4 separate regions of the Mus musculus genome follow, and regions 2, 3 and 4 are each linked to region 1. The links are chromatin contacts, called in public HiChIP or PLAC-seq and promoter capture Hi-C maps. All regions are on one chromosome and are shown on one strand. Each heading gives the region's core, a stretch centred on a gene start, on an enhancer-like site or on the middle of the called end of the contact. The rest is flanking DNA. Distances are from core to core; before and after follow the strand shown.

Region 1 (2,992 bases), core at 246-2,745:
AAAATTCCTTTACCTTTACAGATCGTAGGGGTGGGGGTGGGGCGCTCGGAAAAGTGCCTGGCCCTTTAAGGAGGAGGGCCAGACAGTAGACTCTGTACCTTTAAGAGCCTCTTTGTCTAGAAACCTTCTTCCGTACCTCAACCAAACTTTGCCGGTGACTCGCGCCGCGCCGCGCCGCGTCTTAGCCTCTCACACCGGCCCGCCACAGCCGCTGACCCGAAACTTGGTGCCCACGGCACAAACCTGCGTAAAGGGCGCGGGGCCCCAGGTCGCGGCCGGGAAGGTGCGCCGTTGGCGCATTGCGGGACCTGGGGGCGGGGCTCTGACAGGCGGGCCAATGGGCGATAAGGGGCGTGGTCCGCCTGCTCGTCTTGCGCCCGGGTGACAGCTCGCGCGTGCTGATGATGGCGGTAAATAGAGAGGGGAGGGAGCTGGGAAGGGGGCGGAGGGCCGGCGGAGCGGCCGAGGGGGCGGCCCGGGGGGCGTGAGGGGCCGCAGTGGCTGGGAGTTCGCGCAGATATTCGGAGGCGGGGACACGCGGCCCGGGCATGCCGGCCCTCCCCTTTTAAAGGAAAGGGAAAAAAAAAAAAATCCCCTCACACACCCGGTGAGGGGCGACAAAGGCGGCGTGCGCCTAGCGGGCGGGAGGAGCGGCGGCAGGGGGCGGGACCGCGACGCCGGCGGGCCCCGGGCGCCCGGGGCGGGGACGGCGGGCGGCGACAGCGAAGGCGCGAGTCCCGGCGCGCGGACGCTGCGTTTTGGCGGGGTGGGCGACGTCTGGGTTGTGAGGTGAAAGGTTTGAAGGGAGAGAGGGGAAGGCAGGCTGGGGCGGGGACGGAAGGGTTTGCTGAGTAGGAGATGAAGAGGATTAGGAGAGAAAGGGTTAGAAGCCGGAGAGTGGAGTGAGAAAGAAACCCAGGCTGGCCCCGGGATGAGGTTAGGAAGCCCGGGGCTGGGAAGAGGGATCCGGGGTCAGGGCTAGGAGCAGGGGTCTGGAAGAGGCAAGGCTTGGCAGGTGGGAGGTGTTGGGCCAGGGCCAGAAGAGTTGCAAGTGGAAGACAAGGAAGGAGCAGAGCCGGGGTAGTAGTTGGGAGTGGAGGAGAGTGATTAAGAGCCAGACGTGACAAGGGTGTGAACTAGTGCAGAGCTGGGGATGAGCTGAAGGGCTGGGAGCCGCTGGGGTGGGATCGACAAGGTGTGGGTCAGTAGCTGGTGAGGGGTGTAAATTCTGTAAAGTGAGGGAGACAGGAGACCTGGATCACAACCAGGTGGAATCAAGAATCGGACGTTAGTGGAAGGGCTAACGGGAAGCGAGCTGAGAGCTGGGCGTTAATAGGACAGTTCTGGGAGAAAAAGAAACAACGCTGAAAGGACGCTAGAAGCGGGGTGGAAGGAATGATGGTGAGCTGGGAAACTGGAGAATTGCTTGTCGAGGAGGTTCAGCAAGGTAAAGATAGTGGAGTCAAAAGATTGGCCGAAAGGCAACCCGAGGAGATGGGCCCTGGGAATTAAAGGATGGAATGGGGAGTGGGGAAAGAGAAAGGAGATTAAGGCAAGCTAGGGAAGTCCTGGTGGGTATAGAACTGGGGTGGGCTGCACAGGAGTGGGAAACGAATGTTTTGCCCTGAAGTGCCCCAGAAGGTCTGGAAGGGGCAGGGCACAAACGCTGTAGTGAAGGATCTGAAGTAGAGAGCCTTTGGTGCAGAAGATAAGGAACCATGGTGAGTGAAAGGGGACCTAGAAACAGGGGGAAAAGACTGAGAAGTGGGGGACCAGATGGGGGTGCAGCATAGGAGTTCTTTGTTAAGAGAAATGTGTATTGAATTTGTGAGTCCTTTTGTCCCTAATAGTAGGAAATTCCAGAAACCTTTTTCTCTCTTCAAGGAGTCTTGGATCCAGTTTCCATCTTTCGCCTGAAAATCCACTTTCATGTCCACTTTGAAAAGATGAGACCCATTTTTACTTGATTTTGTTCTTGTGGGATAGAAAAATTGGCAGCCTTGGGTGCTGAAAACCTCTTGGTTTCACTAATGTTGTGCTAAAGGGTAAATGAATTGTGTTTATTTACAATGTGCCTGTGGGATGTGGTAGTTGGGGTGGGTGGAGGAGCTGTTTTAGAGCTAACGACGCTGGCCAGGGCCAGGGCATCTCATTGAAGAGTACACCGTTGGGGAGAGAAAGACATGGTTCATTTGGTTTTTATTAATCAGACAGATTTCTGCCTAATTGTTTTCAGCAACTGAAGAATATGGAGAGAGAGAGAGAGAGAGAGAGAGAGAGAGAGAGAGAGAGAGAGAGAGAGAAAGAGAAATAACTAACCAGGGAAGTTTACTGAGCAGGAGTCTGAAGTCACTGCTCTAAGGGCGTTGAGTTCGTATGCTGCTTGCAGCTTTGTGTGGAACATTTTTCATGGGGTAATTTCTCCCCAGATCTTCAGACAGTGATGGAGAAAGGTTGACTGCAGAGCTGAGGAGAGTTTTAGAGCTGTGAACTCATCTTTTAGATTGCATAATGGCTTTATGAGTACCTTTTATGAAAAAACTTCTGTAAGATAAGATTGCAGTCCCTCTGCCTGTTGTATTGTATGATTGTGAATAGGAAGGGCATATTAATATTCTTTAGAACCCTTTGATTTGTAAGGCACATTTTTAATGAAAATAATTACATTTATTTGTATGTATGTGGAGCAGTTATGGAAGTCAGAGGACAACTTGTGGAAGTTGGCTCTTTCTTCGCATCATTTATGTACCGAGGATTGAACTCAGATAGTCAGGCTTGGCAGCAAGCTCTTTTACCCAATAAGCCATCTCTCTGGCACTATAAGACCATTTTGGAAATTAAAGGGAAGATGAGAATTTGGGGACAAATTTAAACTTATTCTTTATTGGTAGTGTGCTTTAGTGATTTTTCATTCTGAAGTGATTATATTTAATTAAGACAATTAATGAGTATTTTCTTCATATTTAATAATGTGAAAAGTAAAGTATAATTT
Region 2 (2,992 bases), core at 150-2,649, 980 kb before region 1:
ACCTGGATAGAGATCTGTAGGACAATCGGGCAGGCTTGGAGCTAGAGGAATTCAGGACTTGGCAATTGGAGACAGAGCATAGGTTAGGGAAAGGAAGCAGGGGATCTGAAGCATTGTAAGAATCACAGAGGACTTGTGGGAGAGCTGTGCAGAAAGCAGTGTCCCAATAAAGGGGAAGGACCCAAGGTTAGGGATGTGGGAGTACAGGAAACAGCAGCCGTCATGACAAGGCTCTGGAAGGTTCAAGGTCTTCAGGCTGCATCAGCAAAGGCACTAAGCCCAGCACCTCCCAACCTGCTGATCTCCTTCCAAACCACCTTCTGGCCTCACTCCCCCCCCCCCCCCCCGAATTCAGCCGGTCTTCCTACTTCCTCCAAACTCATCCCTGAAGTCTCCTTACCTGCTTACAGAGCAGAAGCTCTTGGCTTCAGGCGGCTCCCAGGCCAGAGCCCGGAAGAAACTCTGACCTGAAACTAAGGATTTAGAAGGCTTTGTACTGCCCAAAGTCCAGAAGTCCGGCAGTCCCACCCCTTCTCTGTCACCACCTCACAGCCTCTCAGAGGACCTGGCACGGAGCCCCACCCAGGACAAACACCCTCCCTCCTCCAGCCTACAGGTTCTTCAAAGACTTGTACTAATGTCCCTTCTTCCTTAAGTCACTCTCCTCATTCCAGCTCGGTGCAGTTACTTTCTCCCGATAAGGAGACCTGCAGCAAGGGGTGTGGTGTCCCTGAGAAGGGAGACCCGGTTAGGATTCCCAACAGGATTACGGCAATCGCCTCCTTCCATAGCTTTGTCTGACATAATCACCTAACAGGCGCCTTAAAATGTCTCGCAAGTGCCGGATGGTTCAGGGATGCATAGCAGATCTGCTGAGCACAGTGGGGTCACGGAGCAAGGCTCCGAGCGCAGGCTACCGAAGCCTGAGGGCCCACAGTTCAGGAGTGTCTAAGGTTCCTGCCTCGCCCCGAGGGCCGAGGGTGAGGACAGAGTAAGATCGCCAAAGGCTGAGGGGAGAGGAAGGGCAGAGTGAGTGAGAACAGAGTTGCTGCCCGGGACCCGACATCAGACCAGCTCGAGGTCACAGTCAGGGGTTCCCATAGGGGGCGGGGCAGGTTATCCCACTGTCTGGACGCCGAGGGGCGGGGAAGAATCGCGGGGGGGCGGAGTTTTTGAGTCAGTCTAAAGTTTTCTGAGGTTAGTAGGAAGGGACTTATTCATTTGTCCCGGAATGTGGGAATAAGAGTCAGTGTAATCTTAATTCTCAGCCCCAGGGGTACTCCCAAAGACTCACCTGCAGTCTGCCGGTCCGGCTACCGCCTCCGTGGGTGCTGCCCCTTTAAATTTATCATGGCTGCCGCTCGAGGCAATTGTTTTGACGGCTCCAAGGGGCGGGGACTGCCGCCCGTCACGTGACCCGAGCAACCCCCCCCCCCGATGATTGGCTGAGAACTTGTTCTTTGGAGAGGCAAGAAAGCGTGTATCCTGCGGCGCTGCCGTTCTGTGCCCGCCTCTCTCGCGTCATTGGAAAGCGACGGGACCGGGACCGGAACGTCATCCCAGAGCGCCAGGCTCTGGATGAAGGTAAAAGCGAGCACGGCGCGGAGGAGCCCGGCCGGCCCATGGCGCTGTGTGCGCTGACGAGTGCTCTGCGCTCTTTGAGCCTGGCATCCGCGGCCATTACCGCCCGGGTTCCGACTCTGCTCCCTGCTGCCCAGGTAATCCGCTTACCTGGGAACTAGGATTGGTTCTTTCCGCCTGGGCTGTCCGGGATCCCGCAAGGCTAGGCGAGATCACGTGACCTTCGTTCTCCGTCAATCCCGATCTCAGATACGGGCTTCCAAGTGCTTTTGCAAGCCTTTACTAAACAGGTTGCAGAAGTAACATTAAGGTGCCAGCCGTAAACCAGGCAGAGAAGAGGACTGAATTAACCGACCTCCTGAGAGTTCTTATGCACATTTTGGGGATGAGAAACCTGGTCAGCAGTCTTACACCTTCTGGGGCTAGACAGACGGGCTTCGCAACTTGCCCTGCTACTGCAGATTAAACCTAGAGCCTCGCTCATTCTATGCGCTTCCTCTACCTCCTAGAACCAGTGCTCTTAACTGTTTTAATGTACGACTGGGTTATTGCTGATATTAGGGACTGTCGAACAGTGGGTCTGTAGTGGGCAATGGTGAATCACACACACACACAAAAGAAAGAAAGAAAGAAAAGAAAAGAAATTACTGATCTTGCTTCTCTGCATTTCTCAGGCTGAGCATGGCAGAATTTAGCGAATGTATATTTTATAATTCAAGCTAAACCAAACACTTAGTCTACAGCCAGTGGAAAAGCAAAATAATCATTTCCATTCATACTCGAAAATTCCTCAAACCGTGCATTGGGCAAAAGGCACCACTGCTGATGGTGGTGATAGGTGTGTGGAGTTTACCAGCTCTGGAGAAGTGAATTCTTCAGGGAAGGAAAGGTTTCCAGGCAAGAACTTGAAAGGATTTAGAAGATGATGAAAGGGAGACCATTTCCTTGGAGAATTATATCAGAGGTTTACCAAGTGATTACCAAGTAACTGGATAAACACATTACACTGGTATTTGTGAAGGTTGGAGATTAGGGGGCAGCGTTCTGAGATGTTTCTGGGAAGCTAAACTTAGTCTAGGTGCTTTCTTGCTTGGTTCTCTAAAAGAGAATATTTCCTTTAATCCCTAGATACAGAGCAATGTCCTCCTTCAGCTGCCCCCTGCCTTGGTGTCGCCCTCTTACCGCCCAGTGCATATGTCTGCGGACCGCAGTGCCAAGTTTGTGTCCTGGAAGAGTCGTACCAAGTACACAGTTAAACCAGTGAAGATGAGGAAGTCTGGGGGTCGAGACCATACAGGTGGGAAAAGGGCCTGGAGCATTCAGGAGGAAAGTGTGTTAGGCTCCTGGGGTTTTTTTTTTTTGTTTGTTTTTTGTTTTGTTTTGTTTTTTGAGACAGGGTTTCTCTGTGTAG
Region 3 (2,992 bases), core at 256-2,755, 850 kb before region 1:
AAGAGGGAGTCAGATCTCATTATAGGTGGTTGTGAGCTACCATGTGGTTGCTGGGATTTGAACTCAGGACCTTCCGAAGAGCAGTCAGTGCTCTTAAGGGCTGAGCCATCTCTCCAGCCCACACGTGATTCTAAATAAACTTTTAAAATTGTTGGATACTTTTGGTTTGAGACAGGTTCTCTTTATATAGCCAAACTCTCCATTTTCCTGTCTCAACCTTCTAGAATGCTGAAAAGTGTGCCACAGATAGCAATTTAATCGCAGCATTCTAGAGGCCTAAGTAGGCTGATCTGTTAGTTTGAGGCCAGCCTGGTCATACAGTATTCCAGACCATATGTACAGACCCCATCTAAGAAACAAACCAACCCCAACAAAACATTTTTAAAATAATCTATTTTTTTCCCTGCCAAATTTGGTTTTACCACTAAATTTGAATTCAGAAAATGTCTTCACTTTTCCCTTAAAGGCTGGTCTAACATTTTGCTCACAGAAAGATGGTGGGTAAATCTTTGCTAAATGGAGGACTATGAGGGAGAAACCTGTGAGGGATCTGATAACAAATCTAGTTCAACGAACACCGTTTAGTAAAATCCGTCCACTACAAATCCTAACCCCCCCCCTCTCAGAATTACCTCTCTCTTTGCCAAAAGTGCCTGCTTTGCCTGAGTGGCTTTGAGGGCTTGATAAGCCTTCCTCTTTTTCAGAAGATTTTCTGGAACCAAAGGAATTTTTTTTCTTTCCCTGATAAAGGAACAAATTTGACATTAATGAAAATTGCCAAACCAACATTTGGTGGCTTTCCAAACCAATTCGAGATCCTGGTCTTCCCGGGACCTAAAGTTTCTGATGAGTCTTCGCCGTGCTCCTGTAATGCTCACTCGTCCCGAGAGCCTTTAAAAATCAGGAAAAACCTTTGCTCTCTGGGTTCGTTTTGGTCCGTGGAGCTTTAACAACTGTAGGCTATGACCTGTCACTAGCGGCAAGGAAATTCTAGTAAAATCCAGAAAGGGGCTATCACAGATCCATCAAGAAGAGTAATGATTAAGTCGAGCTAGGATGAGGTGGGGGGGGGGGGCACATGAAAGCAGGAGGGGGAATTGGGGGGAAAGAGCTTGGTGGAAGACGCAGGGGAATAAGAGATGATGGGGAGGTGATACGATCAAAATACACTGTACGTGTGTACCAAACTGTGAAAGACATGACAGCCAAGCTGAGCGAACTCAACTCTGGCGCTACGCAGCCACTCGCCCCTCCGAACCTCAGTTCCTCTTCTCGCTGCTTCCAAAGTCGTCCCGATCCCTGGTCGCGGAGCCCTACAGCATCTCAGCCCCCACCTTGACTTCATACTATGGAGCCTTTTTCTTTTCTCTCCACAGCCCACAGCTTCCTTTTGTATCACCAGAGTACAAACAGAAAGGATGGCATCGGATCCTCAAAGCCCCATAGAGAGATCCGAAGACACACTCACCCTTCCTCCGCCATCTTTCCGGTGCTTCAGCTACTGCGCTTGCGCAGCCTCACCGGGCGGGGTAGAGAGGCCCGCCTCGACGTCTCTTGTATCATAGAGACGGACTCTCGCTCCCGCAGGAGGACTCAGGCAGCCTGAGATTCCTTAGCGAATGTGAGCGTCTGGGAAAAGGTCTTGCTAGCCAGGATTCCGGCAAAAAACCCTCCAGTTTTCTTCCCATCCCTTCTAAGGTCTCTAGAGTCTGACACCCGTCTGGATCCAACCCTTTTCAGTTAGGCTGTAGGGTCTCGAACTCGGCCGCTTGTGAACAATTTAAAGGCTTTCCACAATGCATCTGCAGCTTCCGCTACGGCACGGGCTCTACAGAAGTTGGCCGCCTTGCTTAGGTGAGGTTTTTATTCCCGGAGACTTGAAGGACCGACGTGGCACTCACATTTGGTGGGCGGTTATTTGTGGAGGATTTGCGGAAATAAAAATGTGTCACCTACTCTGTGAGCCTTTGAATTCCTCACCTTTCTGCATCTCGGCTTCCTCATCCGTACAATGAATATCTACGGGTTCCCAGTGGCCGCCAGGGGGCTCCTTAAGATTTACAAAGCCTTAGCACAAGTTGGGTAAACAGTGGAGCCAGAAACTAGAAATGCTCCATTTCCATCTCAGAGCCTTCACTTGTTTAAGTTTCTCAGAATTTACTCCCATTGCCACATACTAGCACAGTGCTGTTTTATGCTAGCACAGTGCTGTTTTATGCTCTAGCCTAGGACAACGCCACTATATAACACTAGAAAGGGTCGCCACCCACAGCCTTTATCCTACACCTTTGGCTTATGGGCAGGAGACTTTTCTTATTTTCTGTGTCTCTTCTGCACCTCACTACACCACTTCACTACAGTGGGACTCTGCAAGGAATTGTTGAGTACCCAAGGACTGATACATGATGTTGGAACACACTAAAAAACTAGTCCACTCAACACGCTAATGTCATTACCAGATGAATGTCAAAGGAGATTAAGGGCACGACCTCTTCCGGCCTCCTGCACCAGGCATACCAGGTATTCTAAACTATTCCATGGATTGCGCTAGAACCATGCTTGTTTTTAAGTTTCCTCAAAAATCTCTGTCCGGGGCTGGTGAGATGGCTCAGTGGGTAAAAGCACCCGACTGTTCTTCCGAAGGTCCAGAGTTCAAATCCCAGCAACCACATGGTGGCTCACAACCATCTGTAACAAGATCTGACGCCCTCTTCTGGAGTGTCTGAAGACAGCTACAGTGTACTTACATATAATAATAATAATAATAATAATAATAATAATAATAATAATAATAATAATAAAATATATATATATGTCCCATATTGGGTGAGCCACTTGTCTATGTGACAGAGAAAGAAGAGCAAAATAAAAAATAAAAACAATAGTCCTAGTGGGGACTGTCGCTGCTCATCTCATAATATTTGCTTGTTTTTAAAGATTTATTTATTTATTTATTTATTTTACTTATATGAAAACGCTGTAGCTGTCTTCA
Region 4 (2,992 bases), core at 149-2,648, 690 kb after region 1:
GATTGATTCTGGTATCTAAAGGCTTGGCATCCCTTTGCCAACTTGATTAAAGACTTTCCCACTTCTCAGGCCTCCTCCCAGGGTGACCTGCACTTCCCCAGTGCCTGCACAACGCTCATTCCTCTGTCCCGTTCTTCCGCAGAGCCTTTCACAAGTCCTGTGCCCATCGGCTTCAGCCCTTGCTCCCTGGCATCCTACCTGAAACCCTGCATTTCCATTTAAAGGTTCCCCACTATTACAGGTTTTTACATTTTATTTTTATTTATTTGTTTATTTGAGACAGGGCCTCTGTTGTGCTCACCTTGTCCGGCAAGGAAAAACACAACACGGTCGGATTCCTCTCAACAGCTTTATTGCAGGAACGCCTCAATGCTAAGGGAACCCCGGGAACCCAGGGAGGACTGCTTATATACACCCCAGCACTGGGGAGGGCTATGTGTCCTCCTGGGATTGGTCAGTCTGCCGGCACTTTAATTTGCATGCACCCGCTTGGGAGGGGTTGGCGCCAGATTCGGGCTAGCGCCTGCGCAGTAGTGTTGTTTATGGTGAGGGTGTACCGGAGACCGGCGCCATCTTTTAGGGTTAGGCCGGCTGCCTACAGGCCTCATGTAGCCCTGATTGAACTTGCTACGTAGCCAAGGATAAACATGACCTCTCCATCCTCCTGCCTCTGCCTCCTAAGTTCTAGGATGATAGTCAGGCACCATCATGCCTGGTTTTCTCCTTACTTATCTGATAACTGGGAACAGCCTGTAGCTATTGATATTTCATAGTGCATGCACTGACATGCATATTTATTTACTTTAAGTTTTTTTTTTTCTGTGTGGAATCGAGCACACTGCTGTTGGGAATTGAGTCTCACATTTTAGCCTGTGGGTCATGGTTCTCAGTCTGGGTAGCACGTGTCCTTACCTGCTGAAGCATCTCACTGTCCTGTGACAACTATTTTTAAAATGTTTAATGAATACATCAAATTCTTAGCAGTGAATGTGGCATGTTGGGAAACTGGGTGTGTGGGGTAACATAGGGCCTGGGGCTCCCCTTTCCCTTCCCCCATTCTGAAGTCTTCCTTCATGCCCAGCTTTCCCATCCCCCACCCTGACCAGGCTCCTGCCCACTCCCTTGCTCCTCCATTCCTGAGAATAAATGCCCATCTCCTTTCCTCTCATGGCCTCTGCTCCACATGTGACAGGTGGGCTGGTAGGAGGGTCTAACCTGAGGGCAAGCAGGGCTTAGAGTTCTAGCCAGGTCTCCAAAGGGCCTCTGACTCTGTCACCTGCCTTCTGTGGGTGCATCTTGGGTGGAGAACAGAGACTTTAAGCTAAAGAGGAAGTGGCGGAACTGGCCGGGGAGGAGAAATGAGAATTCTCTTACTTCACTTTCCTCCTGGGTGTTCTCAGCTCTCCTCAGGCCTGGCCTTGTGAGGCAGGAGATCAGAGTCTCTGAGAGCTTTCATCTAGTTCAGAGCAGGGCTGTAGCTGGAGGATCCACAGGACTGCACAGGCCTTGCCCAGCTTCTCTCTCATCCACAGAGGTCTCTGCCTTCCTTAGCAGCTCCTGCAGAACTGGCTGTGGTGGCTCCTGAATCCTGCCCAGGGTTGCTCTTCTCTCTTCAGAGCGCCCCTCCTTTCTTGCTCAACATCACAGCTCAGGAGGACTCAGTGATGGCCTGGGAGCCCACATACCTGCTCTCCCCAGTGCTGCTGCTGCTCCTGGCCTCAGGTGAGGACAGGGACAAGGACAGAGGGAAAAAACCAGGTTGAAGAGAGGGCAGGGGACAGGAGGTGTGCACAATGGGGCTCTGTGCTTGTGAGGGCAGAGTACATGGGGGGCTGTGGCCAGCCGCTGCCTGCAACAAGTTCTGAGCATAGACACACAGAGGGTCTCTCTCTCCCTGAGAAGGGAACCCATCTCCTCCTGCTGCTGCAGAGGATGGGGGCTCTCTGACATGAAACATTTATTCCCAGGCTCCTGGACACAGAAACCAGAGTTACTTCGAGCACAGGAGGGTGAGACTGTTTCTTTGACATGCTGGTATGATTCGCTCTACCACTCCGATGAGAAGATCTGGTGTAAGCAAATAGACAACTTGTGTTACCTCTTCGTCAGCAAAAGTGCCGAGAAGCCAAGATTCCTCATCCAGCAGTCTTCTCGCTTCAACTTCTTCACTGTCACCATGACTAAGCTCAAGATGAGTGACTCGGGCATCTATCACTGTGGGATCGCTGTAAATACCAGGATAATTTATCTCAGAAGTATTCACCTGGTGGTGTCAAAAGGTGAGCTTCCCCTTCCATGTGGCTCTCGGCCTTCCTGAGTTGCAAGGCTCCAGAGTTGGAGAGGACTCAAGAAACAGCTTCCTCTAGTAGAGACGTTCTCAACCTGTGGGTCAAGAGCCCTACAGGGGTCTCATATCAGATATTTACATTATGATTCATAATAGTTACAAAATTACAGTTACAGAGTAGCAACAAAATACTTTTGTGATTAGGGGTCACCTCAGCATGAGGAACTGTCTTAGTGTCACAGCATTAGGAAGACTGAAAAATCACTGCTCTAGTTGCTGAAAACTGGCGTAGAGAAGAATGGCCCCTCCCCTAAGGCCACCAGCCGCTTAAAGCCAGTGGCCAGCTGAACCCCAAGCTTGCTGGCCTCTGGCTGGTTCTTACTGGTTTCTCTGAACACTTTTGCCTCGTTGCTGCTAACAGAAATCTATTTCTTTGGCTGGATCTCAGAGTTCCCCCATGCATTCACAGCCTTCCATTCCTGAACACCCGTTGCCTGTAATCCCATCAGAAACCCTCTCTCCAGGGGCGGTGGAGAGATCTCATAGCCAGTGGGCAGGGCACTGAGAGATGTGGACTCAGAGGAGACAGGTAGAAAGTGAGGCCGACTTGAGGCTTCGTCGGGGAGGCTGGCAGATGTGAGTTCTCTTCGGGGCTCTGCCCTTGACAAGCGAGAGCTCTTGAGCTCTCAGACAGTGGTCCAGAGT

Evidence for each region. Promoter capture Hi-C pulls out the DNA fragments that hold promoters and counts their contacts. HiChIP or PLAC-seq counts read pairs in DNA pulled down with a chosen protein or histone mark.
Region 2: a contact with region 1 is called in a promoter capture Hi-C map of pre-B cells, with 4 times the contacts expected there. The contact joins the promoter of Klc4 here to the promoter of Usp49 in region 1. A contact is called at or near these places in 2 of 39 promoter capture datasets (liver and pre-B cells), 2 of 484 Hi-C or Micro-C datasets (B cells and regulatory T cells) and 3 of 115 datasets of contacts at active chromatin or transcription factors (double positive thymocytes, large pre-B cells and pancreatic cancer cells).
Region 3: an H3K27ac HiChIP or PLAC-seq map of microglia shows a contact between it and region 1, with 5 times the contacts expected there. The contact joins the promoter of Rpl7l1 here to the promoter of Usp49 in region 1. A contact is called at or near these places in 1 of 39 promoter capture datasets (liver) and 1 of 115 datasets of contacts at active chromatin or transcription factors (microglia).
Region 4: a contact with region 1 is called in a promoter capture Hi-C map of pre-B cells, with 2.4 times the contacts expected there. The contact joins the promoter of B430306N03Rik here to the promoter of Usp49 in region 1.

Annotation. Positions count from the first base shown.
Region 1 is chr17:47,629,195-47,632,186 of GRCm38.p6, forward strand. Usp49 (ubiquitin specific peptidase 49) reads left to right here and starts at 1,496. Exons shown (of 7, transcript NM_198421.2): 1 at 1,496-1,721. The region is part of intron 3 of Gm20517 (predicted gene 20517); the gene reads left to right.
Region 2 is chr17:46,644,681-46,647,672 of GRCm38.p6, forward strand. Klc4 (kinesin light chain 4) reads right to left here and starts at 1,400. Exons shown (of 16, transcript NM_001357130.1): 1 at 1,295-1,400. Mrpl2 (mitochondrial ribosomal protein L2) reads left to right here and starts at 1,549. Exons shown (of 7, transcript NM_025302.4): 1 at 1,549-1,718; 2 at 2,710-2,878. The coding sequence starts at 1,623.
Region 3 is chr17:46,781,151-46,784,142 of GRCm38.p6, forward strand. It overlaps Rpl7l1 (ribosomal protein L7-like 1), which reads right to left and starts at 1,506. Exons shown (of 7, transcript NM_025433.3): 1 at 1,469-1,506; 2 at 633-741. The coding sequence starts at 1,482.
Region 4 is chr17:48,314,764-48,317,755 of GRCm38.p6, forward strand. It overlaps B430306N03Rik (RIKEN cDNA B430306N03 gene), which reads left to right and starts at 1,399. Exons shown (of 6, transcript NM_177083.4): 1 at 1,399-1,722; 2 at 1,968-2,279. The coding sequence starts at 1,665.